Linked DNA regions of Mus musculus: region 1 is linked to region 2. The links are chromatin contacts, called in public Hi-C maps. All regions are on one chromosome and are shown on one strand. Each heading gives the region's core, a stretch centred on a gene start, on an enhancer-like site or on the middle of the called end of the contact. The rest is flanking DNA. Distances are from core to core; before and after follow the strand shown.

The links. Hi-C and Micro-C count contacts between places; a contact is called where the count stands out from the background.
Region 1: a contact with region 2 is called in a Hi-C map of stem cell-derived germline stem cell-like cells, with 2.3 times the contacts expected there. The contact joins two enhancer-like sites. A contact is called at or near these places in 2 of 39 promoter capture datasets (the C10 cell line and hippocampal neurons), 46 of 484 Hi-C or Micro-C datasets (the AML12 cell line, CD8 T cells, DN2 thymocytes and 36 more), 6 of 115 datasets of contacts at active chromatin or transcription factors (astrocytes, cardiomyocytes, embryonic stem cells and 1 more) and 4 of 9 other capture datasets (adipose tissue, embryonic stem cells, liver and 1 more).

What each region holds. Positions count from the first base shown.
Region 1 is chr8:41,346,632-41,351,725 of GRCm38.p6, reverse strand. It overlaps Asah1 (N-acylsphingosine amidohydrolase 1), which reads left to right. Exons shown (of 14, transcript NM_019734.3): 6 at 2,102-2,176; 7 at 3,593-3,638; 8 at 4,651-4,795. Among named protein-coding and RNA genes, the nearest start is that of Asah1, 26 kb to the left of the region's middle. Within about 2 kb of position 2,490, at least 56 of the 459 cell types and tissues checked have an H3K27ac peak or open chromatin away from gene starts, as enhancers often do. A contact at or near this core is called in stem cell-derived germline stem cell-like cells, where this site is marked.
Region 2 is chr8:41,277,429-41,282,175 of GRCm38.p6, reverse strand. It overlaps Pcm1 (pericentriolar material 1), which reads right to left. Exons shown (of 38, transcript NM_023662.3): 13 at 2,283-2,425; 14 at 2,025-2,154. Among named protein-coding and RNA genes, the nearest start is that of Pcm1, 40 kb to the right of the region's middle. Within about 2 kb of position 1,360, at least 3 of the 459 cell types and tissues checked have an H3K27ac peak or open chromatin away from gene starts, as enhancers often do. A contact at or near this core is called in stem cell-derived germline stem cell-like cells, where this site is marked.

The sequences.
Region 1 (5,094 bases), core at 1,241-3,740, 68 kb before region 2:
TGAAGCACACTCCAGTCCTCCAGAATGCTTCATCTGCCCCTTCACAGACACTGTGTCCTCCACAGGTTACCCTGGTCTGCCTTCACCACGCTAAGAACAAGGCTGAGCATGGCTGCAGGGCTCTCTTCACCATGGCGGTCCAGGCTCTTGACGAGATGGTTGCTCTTCGGACTTTGATCACTAATAGTGGGGCTGTTGTTGATGTGCGCGAGTGCATTCCTGTGCGTGTTTCTCTAATGGAGACACACAGTGATTTCTCTTGAACTGAACTTTTGAGTCACAGGGTAGCTAGTGAGGTACTCAGCCTTGTAAATCCCCCAAGGCAGTTTGCTAACATGAGCAGAATTATTGGCAGCACAGCATGAGAAATTAAACGTTCTCACATGGACACTACGTTCTCCTGATGAGTTACTGACTTTCTGTCAGTTTGACTTTTTTTATTTTCCTCAATTTTGGGGAAGGGCAAAACACTAGTCAAGTTTTCTTCCTCTCTTCCCTCCATGTGTCACAGTGGTATCTCTGACCTAGTCAGGTGGTTCTGCCTGCGAACTCTCTTCTGGGCTGTTACCTTTGTGTGTGTGGGTCCCGTGTGAGCTCAGGAACTGAGGCAGCTTTACCCCGTCACCTTCGGCCTCCTGCTGGCCATGCTGGCCTGCTTTACTCCTATGTGCCTCAGGGTCGGCCTGCCCCTGACCATCAGTGTTCTGAATGAAATTAGAATATCGTGAATATAGTTTAATGTCAACCTTTGCTTAAGTATTGATTTCTCAAAGACATTATTTCTTTTTAATTTTGGGAGAAAAGATCTTATATATAATTCATTATTCTTAGGTAGTGATATTTGGGGGCTATTAATTTCTATTTTCTTGGTTCCACCTTCCTTTTTAAGTCACTGCTGTGTAGCCCGGCTGGCCTCAGCTTCAGGCCCTGCTCCTGCTTCAGGGGTACTGGGGTTCTGGGCATGCACAGCCTCGCCCAGCTCTCAAAAGTTTGTACTTTCAGTTTTTCAGTTTAAGTCATTTATTGGCAAAGGTTTTGCTCACTCACCTAAAAGCAACCAAAGCGATTGAGTCGGCGTTTTCTGACACCCGCAGTGCTTTCACGAGAGAACTGATGGACATTTTCTGTTGTTTCTCAACAGAGCTGGCTAGTGCTTTTGTTTGTTTGTTTTGCTGCACTAAACAGTGTGTTTCAAGGGGCAGCAAGCTGGATCAGCAAGTACAGGGGCGTGTTGATTAGGCCTTACAACCCGAGTTCTAGATTCCTGGGATCTACAGTTTTCTTCTCACCACCACATGTACGCCATGCCAAACCTTTTTTTTTTTTTTTTTTTTTTGAGACAGGGTTTCTCTGTGTAGCCCTGGCTGTCCTGGAACTCACTCTGTGGACCAGGCTGGCCTCGAACTCAGAAATCAGCTTGCCTCTGCCTCCCAAGTGCTGGGATTACAGGCGTGCGCCACCTCTGCCCAGCTACACCATGCCAAACTTACACACACAAACACATGTATGTGCACACGTGAATAAATGCACATTTAAATAAACACAAAAATATTACAACGTCTGGGTCATGGTGGCACACACCATTAATCCCAGTACTTGGGAGGCAGAGGAAGCCGATCTCTGAGTTTGAGCTAGCCTGGTTTACAGAGTGAGTGAGTTCCAGGGCAGCCAGGGCTACACAGAGAAACCCTGTCTCAAAACAAAACAAACACAAACAAACAAACAAACAAAAAACCAAAAGCAACAACAGCAAAATCTAACTGAAAAACAATTTTAAAAAATAAAATACTGGAAATATATACTTGTCATCTACATGAGAAGAAAGTCTTATATAAAGAGTTATCACAAGTAATTACCAAATATAAATAACTCTAGAGAAAAATAGATTAATAGTTCATGATAATACTGAGATTCATCAAAACATAAATAAACTGAGAATAAGCTAGGCTGAGGTCAAAATGCAGGCTAAGCACAGAATGTTAGCATTTAACAAGACAGAAGCATGCCGCACACCTTCAGATTCAAAGGTGAATGGCGTTTTCCTTTAATGTCATGGTTGTTAACATCAGCAAAACCTTTCCCTGGTTTTTCTCCCCCACAGGAGAGATTATTTCATTCAACATTTTCTATGAATTGTTTACCATGTGTACATCAATCATAACTGAAGATGAGAAAGGTAATCTGCAGAGAACATCATACAATGTACTTTTTAGAATAAGTTAGAACATGTGCTAAGTAGGCTTGCTATTTCAATTGTGTGTCTGTTATATATCATTTAGTATATCCTGGTAAATTCTTATAAGTGCATTGAAAATTAGTCTTATTTTAAGATTACTATAATGCTTATTAAACTTTAAATGAGACGTGGAAAATGTGGAAGAAGTGTTCTAGACCAGAAGCATTCTTTGTAAAAGAGATCATGTTAAGTGTCTGAGTGTTTGCTTTAATGTGTTGACTGTGTACCATGCGCATGTCTGGCACTCCAGGAGGCTGCAGAGGGCATCTGATCCCTCCCAACTGCAGCTACAGACACTTACAAACTGCCAAGTGCCTGCTGGGAACTAAACCTGTGCTGTCACTAAGAGCAGCACGTGCCCTTAACCACCGAGGCATGCCTCCAGCCCCTCAGAAACTTTTGTGTTTTCTGCATATCTGCATAGTCCCTTTATCCCCACCTGTATAACTGAGTAGAAGGAAGTGTTCACCAGGGGCCTCTGCTACCCGCGCTGAGGCAGTGTCTTGGTCACTATTCAATCTGTGAAAAGACCATGGCCAAGATAGCTCTTATGAAATAAATATTTAATTGGGACTTGTTTCTGCTTTCAGAGGCTTAGTCCATTATCATCATCATGCTTAGCAGCAGGCAGGAAGCCATGGTGCTGGAGAAACAAACCCCTGAGAGCCTCACTGATCTCTAGGCCGAAGGGAGGGGGGAGAACAGGAACCTGGCCTTGGTGCGGGCTTTTTGAAAACTCAAAGCCCATCCCCAATGACACACTTCCGCCAACAAGGCCACACCTAATACTTCTCAAATAGTGCCACTCCCTGATGACTAAGCATCCAAATACTTGGGCCTGTGGAGGCCATTCTCATCCAAGCCACCTCAGGCAGTGACAGAGGTTTTTCTGGAGTCCCAGAACAAACACTCTCATAGTTTCTTAGTCAGCAAGCACTGTGTGTGAGAGCTTCACTTTCCTAGATTTTCCTGGCTGGACACCAAGACACATGACCCTGGCTATTGACTTACACCTAAGACTTGAGATGTCCATTTGTAGGTGGCAATCAAGGAACTGGGTAAGTCGTATTATGAGGTTATGTCCTGGCAGAATTGCTTTGCAGTTGTTCAAGGAATAACCATTGATTTGTTTCCATATCTGAGTCAGATTTTAGATACTGTGATATCTAACGTGTGCTTGTAACACCAGTTTGAACTTGTTAAGGCTTTTTCCTGGCAGCCAGGGTTCTTAATTATTATACATTGCTTGGTAAAACAGTTTTGAATGTGAATATTCACAGCTGCCTATGTCCATGTATTAAGAATCCATTGTATTTTAACTGTGGATTCATGTCTCTCTCACTTTCTTCTTAAAAGGTCATTTACTACATGGGAGAAACATGGATTTTGGAATATTTCTTGGGTAAGTAAGCAACTTGACCTACTTTTACTACCTTAGAAGAGTAGATGATAGAATTACCTTGATGAAAAGTAAACGCCCCTCATGCGCAGAGGAGAGCCGTGGGTGAGGATGACGGGATTCCTTAGTGTTAGAAAGGCAGGCACCTGGGGCGTCTCAGTCACTTAGGAGGCGTATCGCAAGAGTTGCACGCAGTGGACAGGAATTTGGACCATGCTTGAGGGCGCAGATCCTTATTTTCATTTATTGCTGAAGTCTGCCATCTCGGCCTTTATGAAAACATGATGGCTTTCTAATAGAGATCGTCATCTGAATCTAGGTCTCGCTGTTGATGTGACCAGAATTAGTCAGCTTTTCTGAGCATCAAGTTTTAGCCCCTGGAAAAAGGATGAAGCCACCCTGTTTTTGGATGAAGAAATGTTTATTCTGGCTTACAGTTCATAGGTTTCAGTCCATGGTCAGCTGGCTCTTCTGTTTCTAAGGCTAATAAGGCCTCAGAGCATCGTGTTGGTTGGAGCAGGTATCAGAGGAGGCTGTTTACCTCGTCGAGAGAGGAGTGCAGTAAAGACAGTGTAGCCTCCGAGGGTATACATCCGAGGGTATCCATCCAGGACCCTGCTTCCTTCATACGGGACCCAGCTCCTAAGTTGGCATTATCTCCCAATAATCTCTCAGCTTATTAACCCATCAGTAGATTAATCTAATCACTCCCTAAAGCCTTACCTCTGAACATCAGTTCACTGAGGACTGGGCCTGTAACATTTCAAATCCACCATAGTACACTCAAGGCTCTGTTAAGGTTGATCCTAAGTGACCAGCTAGAAGAAGCTCCTGTAACCAGACATAGCATCTCAGACCTGCAACTCTGGCCCTTGGAAGGTTGAGGCAGGAGGATTACAAGTTTGAAGCCATCTTGGATTCCATACTAAGACTCAGTGACAAACATGCATCTATGTAATGCTGGACTCTCACCTTCGTCTTTGTCTTCAATGTCAGCAACATTTATCTTTTTTAGGTGGAATATAAATAATAACACTTGGGTTGTCACAGAAGAATTAAAGCCCTTAACAGTGAATTTGGACTTCCAAAGAAACAATAAGACTGTTTTCAAGGCTACAAGTTTTGTTGGATATGTGGGCATGTTGACAGGATTCAAACCAGTAAGAAATATGTAACTTTATAAACAGTTTTGTGTCCTGGTTTTACTGTCTGGGAGTCTAAGAAAATGAGGACAAAAACAGAATATGAAGGTAGGCATGGTGGCATGCTTCTTCAGTTCTAACACTTTGGAGGCAGGTGTCAGTGAGTTTAAGGCCAGTCTGGTCTACATAGTGGTGCCCAGACCAGCCAGGGCTACACACTGAGACCTGTCTCAGCAGATGGAGAGTTTGAAGCCCTACTTTATTCCCTTGTCCTTATCACTTTTCTAACTCTGAGACTTCACACCACAGAAAAGTAG
Region 2 (4,747 bases), core at 111-2,610:
ATAAAGGACAAAAGAATTAGAAAAAAAGTGGGAAAAGTACAAACTTAGAAACAGTTGTGCCTGAAACATAATTTGCTATTTTTCTCTTTCTTCCTTAAACAAGTTTAACTACACAGTAAAGTTAACCAGACTGGGTGGGTAAAGTTCTTGCTTTGCAAGCTTTGAAGGCCTGCATTCAGATCCCCGGGACTCACATAGGAATCCAGGCATAGCCACAAGGGCCTATAATCTGTTCTGAGACAGAAACAAGAGGATACCAGGGACTCATTGGTCATGCACTGAATCACTAAGCTCCCAGTTCAGTAAGAGAGACTCTGTTTAAAAAGTATGATTGAAGTGTGGCAGAAGATGACACCTGACATCAACCTCTGGTCTCCACATAGGCTTGTGTGTATCTAGACAAATGTGCACACACACATACATACAAATGAATAAAGCTACACATAATATACTTTAGGAAGATCTCAAAAAAGAGTATACTATATATCATCCTTACATCTAATATAATTGTCTTATTCTCTATCAGAAAAACTTAACAGTACATATACTAAACAAAATCATGTAAGTTAAACTTAAAGCTCTATATAATTATTTTCTTTAAATAACTCATAGAGGAGAGGATCTGGGTGAGAGAGGGGATGTGGAGGGGGATGGGGAAGAAGATCAAGTGTGGAGAGAAAGTAGGCTGGAGAGGGAGGGCTGTGAGTGAGAACCAAAATCAGTGGGGTGTCTCTACTGAATAGCTGGAGACCTGGGGCTGGGAATCGGGGGTGGGGGGAGCTACAGGGATGACCCTAGCTGAGACTCCCACCAGAGGATATGGAGACTGAAGTGGCCACCTCCTGTATCCAGGCTAGACTTCCAATGGAGGGGGGGAGGCATCAACCCACTCACAAAACCTTCAACCTCAAATTTGTCCTGCTTACAAGATGTGTAGGGATAAAGATGGAGCAGAGATTAAGGGAATGGTCAACCAATGACTGGCCCAACACGAGACCCGTCCCATGTAAGAAAGCAAACCCCTGACACTATTATGATACTCAGCTATTTTTGAAGACAGGAGCCTAGTATAACTGACTCCAGAGAGGCTTCATCCAGCAGCGGATAGAAACAGATGCAGAGACCACAGCCAAACATCAGGTGGAGCTTTGGGGAGTCTTGTGGAAGAATTTGGGACAGAATGAGTGAGCCAGAGGGGTCAAGGACACCACAAGAAGACCTACAGAGTCAACTCTAATCTGGGCCCATGGGGGCTCACAGTGACTGAACCACCAACCAAGAACATGCAGGGGTTCAACCTAAGTCCCCTACATGTTAGTAGCAGATGTGCAGCTTGGTCCCCTAACAACATGTGGGTCTCCTAACAACTGAAACAGAGGCTGGCTCTGGCTCTGTTACCTGCGACTGGATTCCCCTAGGCTGGTCTGCCTGGTTGGGCCTCAGTGGGAAAGATTGTGATTAATCCTGCTGCAACTGAATGTCACAGAGTAGGGTGGTACCCAAGGGGAGCTGTTCTCTAGGGAGAAGGGGAGAAGGTAATGGGGGGAGGGACTTGTAAGGGTGGAACTGGGAGGAGAGGGGCTGTGATCAGAATGTAAAGTGAATAAGTAACTAATGGAATAAAATAACTCATGATGGTTTAAAAATTTTACTGTGTAATCTTAGGTCAGTAAAAATGGAATGTTGATCTGTATCTGATAAATGTAAGCAAGAATATCTTAAGGTGATAATAGTTTTGAGTTTCTATATCATGAATAAATGAGTAACTAGCCCAATACAAAAAACAGAAGTAACCATTTAATTCCCATGAACTATTTTTTCAAAGTAAAAAAAAAAAAAAAAAAAAAAACAACAACAACAAAAATAACCCAAATCTATTTCATTATTATTTCACTCAGTTCAGTAATCAGAAAATTGGCAAATATAATCTGCCATCTAATGACCAGTAAAGCCAGACTAGTTCAAAATGACATTAGTTTTTAAACATTTTCAAACACACTGAAAAAAATAAATTTTATAATTACCTGAAGGTCAGGGCATGCCTTTTGCACTGCTTGAATTTTCTCTTGAATTTCAATCAATTTCTTTCTTTCCTCCTGCAATTGTTTAAGCTCTCTCTGTTGCTGCTGTAGTTTAGCCTCATAAAATTTCTCTCTATAATTAAATTGACATATTTATGGACTTCACTAAAATAAGGATACTAAGCAAAATATAACACAGTAAGCACCTATCTAAATAACTTGCTCTTTAGTTTTTATTATGAAAGTTAAAGTTTATCATACCTTGTTTTTTCATTTACTCCAGTATCTATTTTATTAGAATTTTCTCTTGCATTATTGGAATTTTGTTTGATATCTTCTTCTGCTGCATAGAAATCATCCAAATTTGATGCAGCAGGGACAACCACTTGAGTTGCATCATCATCCTGAAACAGCAAAATAATATAAAACTATCTGGAAATCCAAAGATATTATCCAATTTACACTTTATATAATTCAGTAGGCTAAAATTTGACATATATGTCAATTGATATAAATATTTGATATAAATAGTTTCTACAGAAAACCAAAGTATATCCTCTACCAATGATAAGAAATTTAACTGTTAAAACTAAAATAAGTCGGTTACAATTTTTGTCGTGCTAGAGAATGAATGTAGGTCTAGGGTGTTCTATGATATACTGACATCCTTAGCCCCGCCACATAAAGTCTGAGCTGTCAATACTTAGTGCTATGGTTGGGATAAGGCTTGCATGCATTCCCCAAAGGTTCACATGTTATTTTTAACCCCCACTGTGAAATATTAGGAGGGTGAAAATTTAATCCTGGTATGATGTTTTGACATGAGGCCTTTTAGAGTTACCCGATTAACTAAATTCATAAAGGTGGAGCGCCCATAGCTAAATACTCATGGCTTTACAAGAAGAGGAAGGGCACAGAAAAGACTACAGGGGCAAGGAAGGGGGAGAGCGCCCTGGAAAACAGGACAGATTCATGCATGTTCATACCCCATCCTTTGCCACATACATGTCTTGCACAGCCTTCTTACATTTAACCAGAATGTAGACCCTTAAAACCTCCAAAACTGTGAACTGAATAAGCCTAATTTTTTTATAAAGGGACACAACCTCAGGTATTTCATTAGTGTTATGAATTAAAATACATTTAATAAAAATTGACCTGCTTTTTTTGGGGTGGAGGGGGGGAATTCAGGATAGCAAGATTTATATAGCTTGGCTGTCCTGGACCTATCTCTGTAGACCAGGCTGGACTACAAACTCACAGAGCTCCGCCTGCCTTTGCCTCCCGAATGCTGGAATTAAAGGAGTTTGCCAATATTGCCCAGCAACTTGCCATTTCTTTTTTTGTTGAAATAATGAGCTATCAAAGAATAGCATTGTGTCAAATATGCAGAAACTAAAAAATTATCATGGAGCAAGAAACTTGATATTAAATCTTAAGATGCATCTATTATAGTATTTCAAATAATCCATGCCTACTATCTGTTTAAAAATGTCCCTCATTTCCTCATTTTTGTCTTTAATTTTCCAAACAAGTATGAATATTTATGATATAAAAGATAGTAAGATGAACAAGGTAGCTCATTTCCATACTCCTAAATACTCAAGAGGCTAGCAAAGCAAGAGAATCTCTATTAGTTAAAGACCCGCTGGGATTACAGACAGTGACTTCCTAGTCAGTAGGAGATACAGGATCAGACTTTCTTTCTGAAGGGTTAGGAGTTGGCTTGTATTTAAAAACAGAAAGGGAGGGAGGGAGGGAGAGAGGGAGGGAGGGAGGGAGGGCGGGCCCATCAAAAGCCTGTCCTGATTAAGTAGAGAAACAATGTTTATCTTGCTGTCAGTACATTTGCTTCTGTTGTTAAACTAATGTAATAATTAGTAGGGGATGAAAATGAGCTCCTGCATTTTCTTGAAAATATTTATTTATATTCCATGCTTTTTCTGAAGATTACATCTGAAATTTTCAATGTTCATATGAACAGGACTGGCAAGAACTGTGTTATAACAAGAAATGAAGAAGCTGTATATGAAATATTTTCACAAAATAGGACTAGAAAACCTAAAGAATGAGAAATAATGTAAAACAAAGCTGCCTGAAAGTTATTTCTCATCCTTTAGTTTTTCAATGTCCTATTTTGTTATCTTAGGTCACAGTGGATCTCAGCCTGCCTAATGCTACAACCCTTTAACACACTTTCTCATGTTGTGGGGACCCCAACCATTATTCCATTACTACTTCCCAACTGTCATTTTGCTAGTTATGAATAGCAATGTAAATATCTGATATGCAAGCCCTGTGAAAGGGTCATTCAACCCCCCAAAAGGGTTTCCACTCACAGGTCTAAAAGGAATGGAAAACTAAGAGATAATAACAATTAGCAAGATGAGTTCTTACAAATATAAGAATATTCTGGACAGCCTAACTTGTTATTACTACTTGTTTCTGAAGCTATTTCATGCATTCCAAACTGTAATAGTCATGTGACCTAAGTTCAAAAAGGTGGAAATTCAGAAAGATAGCCCTTCTATCGATTTCTTTAGCGTGCATGCTTTTCCCAACACAGTTCACATATATGAGCAAAAATAATAGGCACATAAACCTCAAAAGATGTTTATGCACATTTTACATGTATAGGTTTCTACATGTTTATGTACTTTCTTTTCTTCATAGCTCTTCTTCTCATAGAGAAAATGTAGAAAAAGCCAAAATCCAATATATAAACA